2 separate regions of the Drosophila melanogaster genome follow, and region 1 is linked to region 2. A link is a contact called in public HiChIP or PLAC-seq data. All regions are on one chromosome and are shown on one strand. Each heading gives the region's core, a stretch centred on a gene start, on an enhancer-like site or on the middle of the called end of the contact. The rest is flanking DNA. Distances are from core to core; before and after follow the strand shown. Region 1 has its middle 4.9 kb from the start of lncRNA:CR44997. Region 2 has its middle 28 kb from the start of CG17601.

What was found. HiChIP or PLAC-seq counts read pairs in DNA pulled down with a chosen protein or histone mark.
Region 1: a CP190 HiChIP or PLAC-seq map of the Kc167 cell line shows a contact between it and region 2, with 2.9 times the contacts expected there. The contact joins two enhancer-like sites. A contact is called at or near these places in 52 of 107 Hi-C or Micro-C datasets (the Clone 8 cell line, the D17-c3 cell line, the Kc167 cell line and 19 more) and 2 of 6 datasets of contacts at active chromatin or transcription factors (both in the Kc167 cell line).

Annotation. Positions count from the first base shown.
Region 1 is chrX:22,650,922-22,653,978 of dm6, reverse strand. No RefSeq gene overlaps it. Among named protein-coding and RNA genes, the nearest start is that of lncRNA:CR44997, 4.9 kb to the left of the region's middle. Within about 2 kb of position 1,393, at least 30 of the 39 cell types and tissues checked have an H3K27ac peak or open chromatin away from gene starts, as enhancers often do. A contact at or near this core is called in the Kc167 cell line, cellular blastoderm embryo, embryo and 6 more, where this site is marked.
Region 2 is chrX:22,573,450-22,576,832 of dm6, reverse strand. No RefSeq gene overlaps it. Among named protein-coding and RNA genes, the nearest start is that of CG17601, 28 kb to the right of the region's middle. Within about 2 kb of position 1,527, at least 19 of the 39 cell types and tissues checked have an H3K27ac peak or open chromatin away from gene starts, as enhancers often do. A contact at or near this core is called in the Kc167 cell line, cellular blastoderm embryo, embryo and 6 more, where this site is marked.

The DNA of each region.
Region 1 (3,057 bases), core at 144-2,643, 77 kb before region 2:
GAGAATTAGGTATGTTTTTATACCCGTTGCTCGTAGAGTTAAAGGGTATGCTAGATTCGTTGAAAAGGATGTAACAGGTAAAATGAAGCGTATAATGTATACATATATTCTTGATCAGGATCAATAGCCGAGTCAATCTGGCCGTATGAGCGTCTCGATCTTAGGAACTCTAAAAGTTAGAATTTTGAGGGGCCACGCCCCTCCTTAAACCTATATAACGCCCAAAACGGTCACGCTTACACTTTAGAAAAATTTTTAAATTTCTTTTCTCTTGTTTATTATTATACTAAGAAAACAGTGCGCATACAAGCGTAATTACAAAGATGTAAAAAATAACAAATTGTTTGTATTATTTAATTTATTTAAATTTGTTCTGGGAAATGTGATAGCATTTTGGATATTTAATTAGTCATTGGAATTGAAGTCGGTGTAAATTAATAAGGAACATTAGATCGAGTTAAGGGAAAAAAATATAAGTATTTCAAATACATAGAAAATCGCCAACAAGAAAATCATCTTTATTATGTTTTCAACAAAAGTATAGTTCATATTTTACATATATTAGAAAACATTTAAATCTTAAAATGGTCAACATTTATTTTCAAACGCAATGTGGAAGATGTTGCCAACGAAATGTTGCTAGCTTTGCAGCCTGAGAGAAAATTCAGCGGAAAAACGAGGCAGATGAAACGAGAGAATTTCCCGAACTCAGCTAATAAATGCTACAGATGCTGTTGCTGTCAGTTGTTGTCATTAACCAAGTGACTTATTGACTTACTTATGAACCTGACCTCACACACTGCCGCACCAACAATTTCCCTTTAAAAAAAAAAACACGGGGAGGCGGTGGTGTTGAATGGGCGTGAAAAACTCGCTTATTATTAGTATATCATGCAGACAAGAACGGCGGACTAGACCAATTGCTCTTTTATTGCGTGCTCCCTTTCCCATTGTCGGGGGACTAAGTCGAAACAAATTTGTTTAATGAATTGCTTTTTCGGTCTTTAATAACTGTGACCTTAAAATATATTTGTTTGAAAATACACTCTTCCTTCTTTGGAACCATTACCGTTCACAAAGGTATTTCCGCTTTCTTGACAATATAATATATGGGCGATGACAGCTTATTAAATGGGCTGTAACTTCATCGCAAAATACATTCTTATTTTTGTGTAAGTAAGTAATGTAAGTAGAATGTATGGGGTTGGAGTTGCGCGTGCGTGCGATCAACGCATTTTTCGCGAACTACATCGGCAAAAATTCGAATAGTTCAGAATATTGAACGAAATTTGCCTATTTTCCAGCTTCGTTTAAATTTGAGCTGGAAAAGGCTGCATACTTTTGGGCGCTGGCGGAAAGACTCAACACGAAATGTCTCTATCTTTTTCCCCTGTGCACAGGGGACAGCTGTGTTCTCGCTCTAGGCGCCTCTACCCGTCTCTTTCAGTGTGTGATGCCAACAGTTTGCGGCTTTGTTTTGACTTTTATACTTAGTTTGTGTTTACTGCTGTGTTCGTTATATTTATTTGCTGGTGTTGCCACAAGCGGTACTTAAGTGTGTTTACATTCGTGTGAGAGAGCATGTGTGTTGGCCACACTTTAACCGGATTATTAATGCTTGTCTAGCTGCCTGAAATTAATCAAGCTGACCATTCATTCATTCTCCACAGCAGAACGAAGGACGCATGAAAACCTAATTAGACTTTAGTGCCGGCACACTCTCTCAGATGGCTGCCCGTCCGCCCTTTCGTTCGGCTGGAAAAACGATGTGATAATTCCGATTGCTCGATCCAATTCCAACCTGTTAAATGGCGTTAAGAGCCCTGTTAACCACCCTGATTGATGACGGTTGCGCCATAATTTGTTTTGATGTATGTCCCGCTATTAGAAGGTCCTTCGATGACTTGCCATCCGCAAATAACCTTGTCCTTGGCTTTTGTTCTCTGGAACGTTTGTTTTGGAAGGGGCCCTTTTCTGATATCATCATTTCATTAGCGACAAATGCTATGCTGATGATATATATATATATATATATATGTATATATAATATTATAAAACTTCTCTCGCCATTAAGCGCGTGCACGAAAACGGGTGCGCCTGCACAAACAATTCGATATTTATTTAATAGCCCTTTCCTAATCTCAAGCTTAAAAGATTCTGGAATAACGAAAGATATTGTTGAACAAAATGAGAAAACTCTTGTTTCAAATTGTATGGGTGTGGCAGTTTTCGGAGGTTTGTGGGCGTTAGAGTGGGCGTGGCAATAATTTTTTTGGCAAATCGATTGAAATTGAGGAGACTAATAAAAATATGAAAGAATATAAAAATATTTTGCAAAATTGTGGGCGTGGCTTGCGCTGCGGCTATGTGTCTAGAAGCTGCAAGCTAAGTCTTAACATTCCTGAGATCGAAACGTTCATACGGACAGACGGACATGGCTAGATCGACTCGGCTATTGATCCTGACCAAGCCTTCTGTCTGTTATATAGTATACCCTTTTACTCTACGACTACTACTACAATTAATTGATTTAGCTTTACAGAAGCTGTCTATTTATATATACGATTCTCGTTAAAAAGCTATACGGACTGTAGTTTCGTTTTCATTTCATTTATGTTTCATTTATTTTGCAATTCGATCACAAAATGTCAACTTCCGGGAAGGGATCGGCTTTGATACCTGTTTTCCTGTCGCGTTTTCGCCGAATTTCGCGTTTTTCGGTCCCTCTTCAACCGCTCCAATCCTGTTTGTTTGCTTTGATAATCCGCTCACAGCTTAGAACTCGGATCTTTGGGGTCGGCAAAGAAAGCGAAGCTGTGTGGGTAGTAACTTTGTTGCACCTGCAAATATTTGCTTACAAGTAAAGTAAGCTTCACTTCCATTAGGGACAGGCAAAAAGCAGCTGAGAAATGGAGGAGAAGCGGAAAAGTTGGCAGAATGTCCGAGTTACAAAATGAATTTTCGGCCAATTTTCTGAGCATTAGCCGTTGCTTCTTTGACTGGCTAAAGCCGAGTGGGTCCACGAGCGTAAAAATATTTGTTGTCACTTGTTCCTTT
Region 2 (3,383 bases), core at 278-2,777:
ATTGGATTGGGGAGAAGCTGCAGTGTTTTAACAATATTTGTATTTCGGGAGAGCATTGCTCATTGATTCTTAAGATTAGGAAAAGAGAGAGCAAAGAGAGCAGTCAAATCTGTTTATGTCGGGCTTTAGGATGTTGACAAGAACGGCTAAGTGCCGCTGCCAAAGAATTGTTTATTAAAAACGGATGCTACGCAGATGGAATACATTGTGGAAATCACTTAAGTGCATAAGTGTTTACAGTTCTTTGAACACCCAAATAGGTCACAATATAAGTTAACTGGAGTCACTTACATATTGCTTATGTCAGAGTATCGGAGCTTTCGGGAGAAGAGCTAAGCTTTGCTGAAGAACGTAGGGTTATCCTAAGAGATCTAGTTTTTAATCATTAGTCGATATTTGGAGATATTATATTATATATTATATATATATATTATTAGATATTATATTATATATATATATTATATAATTATATTATAATTTTTATACTTACACAAATAAATATTGTCTAAAACCTTAACCAAAATTTATAACCTTGCGGTAAGATGGCTGATGATATCAGCTACTTTGTCTCTAGAATCTGTATGCTGGAACTCAACCTTCTAGCTTTTATAGTTCCTAAGATCTCGACGATCATACGGACAGACACACAGAGCCAAATTGACTCGGCTATTGATCCTGATCAAGAATATATATAATTTATATGGTCGGAAACGCTTCCTTCTGTCTGTTACATACTTTTCAACGAATTTAGTATACCCTTTTACCCTACAAGCGTGTATAAACACAAACTAAATATATTTCTCCGTTTTGAAGTTATTGATTTTGGCCACAAAAAGGTTTCTATAGTGAAACGTAAAAGTCAAGCCGATGACTCTTTCAGCCAGGCTGACAACATATGTACATATGTACATCTCCCCAAACTATCCATTAGTTTCTTCCAATTTCCACCATTACAAGCTCCCAAATTCGAGCTTCTTTAAACTTAGACCAAGTCCTAATACTTAAACTTAGAAAGGAAGGAGTTAGAAGATTTTATGTTTGCAAAGGCAACATTCGAAATAATGGCCCACATGTGGAATGTTATGCCTCGTTAAGCTCGTATTTGAAGTGCCAATCGAACTATGTTCAAAAATTGGCAGTGGCGGTAGCTCAGGATTTTTTCAGGGAGGAGTTTTCCTTGCGCCACACAGCTAGCAACGAAAGCATCGATAACAATCGACGTCTCTTGTCTCTACATATGTACGTACCTATGATCTCTAAGAAGCAGACAAACAAAGAAAGGCAAACAAACAAATTAAATGTACATAAACGACAAAATCTTAAAGTTCTCGTGGTCGCAGATGTTATGACATTGCGCACCCAACCGACCTAGGATGCACGACGGATTTTTGCGGACATCACCCATTATCAACACGTTGGTGTCGCTCCAAACGACTAAGACAGCTCGATCTCCCCTACAGTGAAGCATTTCGGCGCGGCTTCTTACACATACATATGTAAATGTAAAACGCAAGATATCAAAAGAGTGCCTAGCTCTGGCACTTCAGAGGAGTTGCCAGCCCTGGCTCAAGAGAGGAGTTGCCAGCCCTGGATTGAGTGGCAGGAGAGAAAGAAGGCAGTTCGGAACGGATCGGTGAAGGCAGGAAGGCAGAGAAGAGCGATTTTTTCACAGTCTACTGTGAAACAGAAAATGTGGACAATTCAGTGGAATTTAACGTTGATCAGATGCTGCAGTTATTGACATTGAAATTACACGTTGAAGAACAGAGAGAAATCAAAAGTACAAATTAATGTTGCCAATTTTGATAAAATAATTGGTTAATGTTATAGAAAATCTTTGCCCATCAGAAAGTGGGCAAAAAATGCGAATGCAAAACGAACTAGCAGAAAAGCAAAAAATCATACAAAGAACTGAGAGAAGAGCTTGAAATTAATGAGTGACTGAATATTGATGATAAAAAGCCAGAACAAAATCCTAAACGTGCGATCGAAAAAGGGAAATACTATCATTGTTTTAATTGTGGCTCAGCGAAGTATAAACAGAAGGATTGCGCAGCGGTTAGAAAATGTTTTGATTGCAACGAAGATGTACATAATTCAAGTAACTGCCCAAATAAAACAATAAAACTGACAGTATTCGAGATCTATATATATGTATATATATCACTCTCCAGCTTCGTTTTATGGTTTTTTCACCATATTTTTCAAGAGTTGATCAATGCCGACGTGATGCAGTTATACATGAAAAAGGTGCTCTTTTCGACATTGGGGACGTGGAACATCAAGCTATACAGCAATTAAAAGAACGACTCACAAACAGTCTCATACTGCAAATTTACACAGGAGATGCAGGGACAGAACTACACACTGACGCTTCAATGGATGGATTTGGAGCTGTGTTGCTGCAGATGGTGGACGACAGTTTTCATCCGGTCTATTATTGAAGCAGGAAGACCTCCGAAGCCGAATCAAAGCGTCATAGCTATTACATAGAAGTCAAAGCAGCATATTTAGCTATGAAGAAGTTTCGCCACTTGGAACACGGTTTAAGCTGATTACAGATTGTTTCGCTTTCAAGCAGGCTACTTACCAAACAAGACGTACCAAGAGAGGTTGGACCGTGGATAATGAACATGCAAGACTTCACTTTTACAGTAGAACACCGTGCCGCAGAAATATGAAGCATGTTGAAGGCAGTCGCTTTCCACAGTGTATAAGGGTTACTACAGATGCAATTACTGCATGTATTAATAAGGCCCAGCAGGTCGACGATTACATAAAAGCTGTCTGGGAAATTCTAAAAGAGCGGCAGTACTTTAAGGTAAAAGGCGATCTTCTATACAAGATGGACAATGTCAATGACTTGTTAGTGGTGCCAAAGAGAATGGAACAAGAAATAATACAGGATACAAAAATCTTGGAAAGCAGGAAGGTTTTTTAAATTGCATTGACAAAGGAGATACGCCACTACAAACTTTACATATTGATCATCTTGGACCCATGGATGCGTCATCTAAACAGTACAAGTACATTCTGTCAGCTGTGGATGGGTTTTCCAAATTTGTTTGGCTATACCCAACCAAATCAACAGGTCATAAAGAAGTAATAAAGCGGCTGAACGACTGGTCAAGTATTTTTGGCTTTCCAGCACGCATTGTAATTAATAGAGGCTCAGCATTTACCTCTATTGCGTTTAAGGAGTAAGGTACAACGAAATGTACATATAAGGCCATGGCCAAATAGAAAAAGTAAATCGTGCGATTTTAGCAATCATATCCAAACTGTCCAAACTGCAGCAGAACCATCCAAGGAGTTCAAACATGTAGCGAAAGTACAACAAGCAATAAGTTCTCAAGTACAGACAGCTGTTAAAACATCACCAA